2 separate regions of the Vulpes vulpes genome follow, and region 1 is linked to region 2. Evidence: chromatin contacts called from public Hi-C data. All regions are on one chromosome and are shown on one strand. The core of a region is the stretch at or near the end of the contact, and the rest is flanking DNA. Distances in the headings are between cores, read along the strand shown. Region 1 holds the start of RRM2 (ribonucleotide reductase regulatory subunit M2). Region 2 holds the start of HPCAL1 (hippocalcin like 1).

Region 1 (3,420 bases), core at 595-3,094, 140 kb after region 2:
ACACATCACAATTCAGCTCCAGGAACACCCACTCAGGATCCTGGATACATCACACTCCCTTTGTAATATTATAAGGTTTGTTTCTATTTTTAGAAACAATACGTCTTCACTATTCTGGGGTAAAGCTGGACATTTCATGCCAAAATTTTACCTCGATTTACAGATCAGGAAACAGATAATGTCTATTTTATAGGGATTCTGCAAACATTCTTCATTTCTTCCTAATCCACTGCAGGAAGGAACCACTCACAATAAGACAAATATGGAATCAAATTTTTTAAAAAGCAAAGCCACAAAAAAGAAACAATGTCATAGTCATAAGGAGTAAACCTATTCCTACCACTTGACATTGTCTTTAAGCTTCTTGAGCCCGGAGGGGGGACAATGACTAACCCTAAAGAAGAAACAACTGCAAAGTAGATTATAAAACAGGAAACACCACGTAATAGAACTACCAGCTTACAAATACAGAACTTAAAAAGATGAGGAAAGAGGATTAGTTTTTTTTCTGGAATGACTTGGCCCGTCTCTTTAATCTGGAAGCGAACGAGAGCAGATGTTTTTTTGGAAACTCACCAAGTTTTCATTTACTATGCCATCGCTCGCTGCAAAGAAAGCCAGAACATGGGATATAAAATATCTCTCCTCAGGCTTCAGGGATTCCCAGTGCTGAATGTCCTTGGAAAGATCCACCTGAGGTTTAAGAGGTTCACAAGGGACGGTAAGCATGTGGGGCCGTACACACACATAGTAACCCTCAGACCTTCTTCTGTTAAGTGTCCTGACACCCCTTAATCGGGAACATCCCTCCCATGCACAGCTCCCTTTGCCACTTAGAACATCTCACATCCTCAGTGGGCAACCATCCCCAAGAGGGGGCAAGAGGAAGAGTCAAGTATATTTCAAGCAAGTTGCATCCACTCCTGCAGGGGATTTCCTCTGGGGGCAACGCTTACGCTTAACCTTGTAGGGCCCCAGCTCCTGCCTCGGGTTACCTCTTCGGCTGTCCAAAAGGAAGCCTCCGCTTTCTTATACATCTGCCAAATATCATGGTACTCGATAGGGAAGATGACAAAGCGGCGGGGGTTTTCTCTCAGCAGTGGTTCCTCCTCCGCGCTGGAGGCAAGTACCTTAGTTTTCTGTGGGGGCGAGAAAGTAATGAGAGGTCCCTGGTAGGGCGAACCACATGAAATCGCCACTTTTTGCGGCCAAGCGCGTTCAGTTACCGGCAATCCCGGGTGGTTCGGCGTGTGAAGTGTCAGCTGTCACACGCGGCATCGTACGGAGAACACGACCGGGGTGCAAGAGGGGAAAAGGGGGGAGTCTGCGCAAGTGTGAGGAAGGGCAGGCAGGAGCGGGAGGCAATGCCTTGGCGGGAAAGGAGCGCGGGCCGGGGAGTGGCTGGGCTAGAAACGCAGGAGACAATGAGGCTTTGGCGCCAACAGGCGGCGGGCGCCCCCTGCCGGCAGCGCCCCGCCCGCACAGGCCGCTTCCCCGCCGGCCGCCCCGCCACTCACCGGCTCGCCGGGCTCCTGGAAGATCCTCCGGGCGGTCTTGCTGGCCAGCACGCGGGTGCCGCTGAGGGCCGGGGGCTGCGGGGAGACGCGCGGTGAGGGGCAGCCCCGGCCCTCAGGCCCCCCGCCCCCGGGCCCGCGCGCGCGCTCACCGTGTTCTCCTTGTCCGCCAGGCTGAGCCCCTTGAGGGGCGAGAGCTGGAGCTGCTGCTGCTGCTGCTGGGGGTCCGCGATGGTGGCGAGCGGGACGCGGACGGAGAGCATGGCGGCGGCGGCGGGCGGCTGGGCGGCGGCGGCGCGCGGGTCCGGGGAGCCCCCGCGCCGCCGGCCCGGCCTTTAAAAGCCCACCGCGGAGGGGCGCGCGCGGTGGGCGTGGCCAGGCGCCGCCTTCCCATTGGATGCGCCGCCCGGACGTCCGCGATTCGAGAGCCGCGCGGGAGCCCCCGCCGCCGGCCGCCCGGGACCCTGCGGGACCCCTCGGGGACCCCCGGGACCCCCCGGACCCCCGGGCCCGCCGGCCGCGCGAGGGGCGCCGCCGCCCGGCCCCTGCGGGCCCCCCCCCCGGGCGAAGGGTGCAGCCCCCGCGCGATTCGGTGGCCGTGGCGCGCGCGGGACTCGCCTACCCGGGAACCGCTCGGGATTGAATGAAGCAACGCGATTGGAGGCCGCCGGGAGCGGGCGGGAGACCGTTCCCCCACCCCCGAACCGTTTTCGCGGGTTGAGGCGAGTGGTTTTGCAAATGAGCTTGGTGCAAATGCCTGGAAACGCCCCTGGCTGCGAGAGACGAGCGCGGGGTTGCGACCGTTTAGGTACGTGTCCCTGGGTGGGGGTTTGGGGGTCCTCGAGTTCCGGCTGACCTGGCGGCCGCAGGGTCGGTGACAACCGTGCAGCCTAACGGTTAGGGTCGCTGGCCACTGAGTCCCGCAGTGCAGTTGCTGTGTCCCTCACCTGGTTGTAAAAGATTCCTTGCCCTCCTATGTAAAATGGGACTTGTCGCCCGACCTAACCTGTGGGATCATTAATAAAATGAGATCAGCGCGATAATTCTGGTAAAAAATGCACAGTCCTTTGTAAAGCCGAGTTAACTAAATGCCAGAGAGGGCCCTTGGTACAGTTTGCCACTGAACTTGTGCCTGGTGTCAGACCACCCTCCCCTATGTCAGCATTTTTGAAAATCAGAAGCTGAGCAAAAACATCTTGAAAGCTTGAAGAACTGGGAATTCATCTACTGCTTATTGGGCATCAGGTAGTCTGAAGAGATTGAAAACCTGCATTGTCATGAGGCAGACACGAATTCATTAACAGTTTTTGTTTTACTTTGTATTTGGTTTTTCAGATTTGCCAGACATTTGCCGTGCAGGTGGCAAAATGCCAGAAATGAAGAGAAAGAAATGTTAATAACCAAGAAATAAATGTTTCCCCTGTGAAAAGTTCCAAAATCTGCAAACACTCTTAGGGCTGTCACTAAGAGAAACACTGGACTTTTTACAGGGTCTTTTCTAGATATTAGAAAGAGGTCAGAGGTAGGGAAGATCCCCCTCCTCACTTGGGTCTGTTTCTTCCATTTCTTAATACCATGTACATATTGTGTTTAATGTTTTCTCAAGCCTCAGAGAAAGATCAGTGACGATCCTAGCCCTTAGACAAAGCAATGACTAAAACTTTGGTCTAGCATCCTTAGTTTTAAAGCAACTCGCAGGCATTGTCAATTCCACCTTCAGCATCCAGCTCCAGAAAAATGGGTATTGTTAGGGATGATTTTATGGCTGATAAAGCCATTATCACATCTAATAAATGTATCAAGGATGCCCTGGTATCCTCCACTACCCAACTCACATTCCGATTTCGCATCATCCACAACCCAAGTGCTCCTTTCGGGTGCTGTGTCGGGCACCATGTGCTTTTTG
Region 2 (3,434 bases), core at 446-2,945:
GCTCCGCACTGCGCCGGCCGGCGGGGGCCAGAGGCTCCGCACGCAGGGCTGGCCCGCCCACGCCCACCCCGCCACCCGCGCCCCACGCGCAGCCGCTCACACCAGCAACTGCGCCCCGACACACAATTCCACAAACGCAGCCCAAAATGTGCACACCCACTGTACACACGGCCCCCACTAGGACACGCCATTCCGGGGCCACAGCCGGGTCCGCGGGCGTCCACAACTCCACCACGCAGGCAGAGGCACCCCCAGCACGCGCGCGCACGCAGAGCCCGGCCGCAGCTCGCAGCTCGCAGCTCGCAGCTCAGGCCGGTGCACACGCCCGCACTCCCCGCAGCCCTACCTGCTCCGGCGCAGGACGCGGTCCGCCGGCTTCCCGAGCCCAAGTTCGGCGCGGCTGGCGCTGGGGCGGGCGCGGGCCGCTGCCCGGGACGAGCGCGCCGAGGCCGGGAGGGGTGGCTAGGAGCGCGGGCCTCCGTGCGCCCGCAGCCTCCGCGCCGGCCCTGCGCTCATCGCCTCCCAGAAAAACAAAAGGAAGCCGGCGGCGAGGGAGCGAGCGAGGTGGAGGCGCCCGCCCGTCCGCCGGCCCGCCCGTCCGCCGCCTGCAGCCGCCGCGGCCCGCCTGCCAGCGCCGGGAAGGAAGGGACTGGAAGGCGGGACCCGGAGGCGGGGGCCGGGGGCGGGGCGTGCGGCGGGGCCGAGCTCGAGGTCCCTGCGGCCCCGCCCCCGCCAGGCCCCGCCCCCGCCAGGCCCCGCCCCCAGGCTCGGCCCCGCCCACCTGCCTGCGTGGGTCGCGCCCCCGGCCCTGGCCACGCCCCTCCCGGCCCCCGGGTGCGGGCCTCCGAGCCGCCTCCCCGCGCCCCGCGGTGCTCCCCGCTGCACCCTCCGCCCCGCCCGGGCCCCAGCCCGGCCCCGGCCCCGGTCCCGGCGGATCTCGGGGCCGGAGCGGAGCCGAGCACCGGTGCCGCCTCCCTAACCCTTGGCCTCTGGCCTGCGGGCGTGGGAGAGGCGGGAGGCGGCACCGGGAGGGGCCAGCCCCGCGCCCACCCCCCGCCTCCCCGGCCCCTGCAGGAAGTGCGGCCCGGGTGGCCCAGAAAGGGAAGAGGCCGGAGTCGCCCCAGGCTGTCTCCCGGGGCCCTCTGGCACCCTCACCGCCAGTCCCCTGCGCGGATACACCCCACCAACCGCGCCTCTTTCGGGGAAGGAGCGGAGGACCGGGAGGAGGGGCGCCTGAGTTCCAGTTCTGCTTGCCTTTGCCAATTCTGGGCGATTTCAGCAAGTCCCTGAGACTCCCGCGGCCTTGGTTTCCCCACCTATAAAATGCACAGGCGGCGGAGCAGGCTTCTCCCGGGGCCCTTCCCTCCCTCGCGGGCTGCGGGTCCTTGGTTGACATCCTGGTCCCAGACACAGGCGGCCTGGGTGGCAGGGAGAGACAAACCTGTGTTCCCTGTAGACTTCCTCTGTCCCCCTCCGAAGGCACCTCCCTGAGGGAAGGAATGAGGGACTGTGCTTCCCAGAACCCCTCGCCCCAGTAGCTCCTGAAAATCTGGGCCCTGGAAAAAGCAAATATATACACACACCCACCACTACCACCACCCACCCACCCCAAACATCCCCGAAGAAAGGTAACCACAGAAACAGCCCTGAATGTGGAGCTGGGCGTTAGTGTTAGGCTGAGACAGACTGTCTTTCTGGCGTCTCTAGGGGAAAACTCAAATCCTCCTGCAAATCCTCCTCCACAAAAACACGGTGAGTGAACTCCCACTACACAGGAGGCTGCAGGGAGCAATGCTGGGGGGCGGCTTGAGGGGGGGAGCGCTGCGCTGGCTGGCAAGGTGGTCTGAGCCCAGACCCCTCTCTCAGCAAGCAAATGGCAAAGGCAACCCCAGAGGGAGTTAGTCTCCTAGGCAGCCCTGCTGTGGGGATTAAATACAATAATGACTGTGAGCGCCCGCGTCACCGGTATGGGGCTGTGGTGAAGTCACACAGAGCAGCTCTGGTACCCAGGGGCAGCATCCTTTTTTCTCAGCAGACCAGGGGCCAGGGTCATTGAGCAGGTTTCCCTGAGTATGTCCGTGCAGAGGGTGGGGTTACAGGTGAGAGGCCCCCAGCCACGTGTCAAGCCCAGGCCCATGAGCAGGGGGACTGCAGATACTGGGATGATTGGCATAGGCTAGTGCTGCTGGGGTCACACGTAAGACCCACTTCTCACTCAGGCTGCGGTTCAGGGCTAGGTCAGAGGGCTGGGGGAAGACTCCTCCGGGAACACGCCCGATGTTCAGGAACTCCAGGCGCTTCCATCTGGAGATTCCGCCAGAATCTCTCCCATCTAGAGATTCTTCCCTCAGGGCATCTGAGGTCTCCCCCAGCCCCTTGACTTCCAGCCAGCCACAAGGGAGGGGATAGTGTGAGCTGGGGGTCTCCGGGTAGGGGTGGGAGGTCACTGGGAGCCAGGCCCGGAGGAGGCACACATCACGTGGGTCAGCAGTCAATGACCAGAACTGGTGCCACCGGGCTGCAAGGGGTCCGGCAATCACAGCCTTCCTCTGTGCCCAGGAGGAAACGGTCATTTGGGTGAGCACATCACAGTGTCTCTGCCACAGATTCAGAGCACGGGTCTCCCCAGCCCAGTCACAGGGCAACAGACAGACATCCGTATAGGACATGATAACATCGTCATCGAGGACTGCGCTATAGCTCGCCGTGCCTCTCCCCCGCTCCCCCCGCAAAATCAGCTCATGGGGAGAGGGTCAGGAATGGCTCACAGAGCAGGTGACGGTTTCACTGGGTCTTGAAATATAAGGAGGAGGGGAGAGCTCAGAGCGAGGCAGGTAGAGGAATCTCAAGGTGAGTACAGAGGTAGGTGGAGGCACATCCTGGACCCCGCCTATCAGTGGGCCTCGGGGGGCCTTTGCCTGGGCCCTTCTCTCCCACCCATCTGGAACCCACCTACCCCTCAGGGCTCTGCTCAGATTTCACCGCCTCTGACCTCTCAGCTCCTATGCATTTCCCTTCCCTGAACTTTTTTCCCCCTTCCCTGAACTTCAAAAGGAGCAGGGTCTCCCTCAGGTGAGATACAACCTGACCTCTTCCTTTCATTCTTTCAGAGGAAGGGCAGATAGTAGTTACTCGATAAGTACTTTTGAATTTCATGAACTAGAGCAAAGCAAAAAACAAATTCGGGGTATGGTGTTCTGTTAGGTTCCTGGGGCTGCCACGACAGAGTACTACAAGCTGGCTGGCTCAAACCAAGACGTGTTGTCTCAGAGTTCTGGAAGCTGGGAAATCCGAGATCAATGCATCAGCAAGGTTGGTTCCTTCTGAGGGACCTGGTGGGGAATCTTTCCCGAGCCTGTCCCCTGCTCCTGTAGGCTCAGGTGCTTCGTGGCTTAGAGATGGCCGTCTTCTCCCCATACCTTCATAATACCTTT

The links. Hi-C and Micro-C count contacts between places; a contact is called where the count stands out from the background.
Region 1: a Hi-C map of skeletal muscle shows a contact between it and region 2, with 6 times the contacts expected there. The contact joins the promoter of RRM2 here to the promoter of HPCAL1 in region 2. A contact is called at or near these places in 2 of 3 Hi-C or Micro-C datasets (both in skeletal muscle).

The regions. Positions count from the first base shown.
Region 1 is chr8:104,811,998-104,815,417 of VulVul3, forward strand. It overlaps RRM2 (ribonucleotide reductase regulatory subunit M2), which reads right to left and starts at 1,845. Exons shown (of 10, transcript XM_072767726.1): 1 at 1,667-1,845; 2 at 1,518-1,592; 3 at 996-1,139; 4 at 577-693. The coding sequence starts at 1,777.
Region 2 is chr8:104,671,939-104,675,372 of VulVul3, forward strand. HPCAL1 (hippocalcin like 1) reads right to left here and starts at 1,696. Exons shown (of 5, transcript XM_026009109.2): 1 at 1,442-1,696.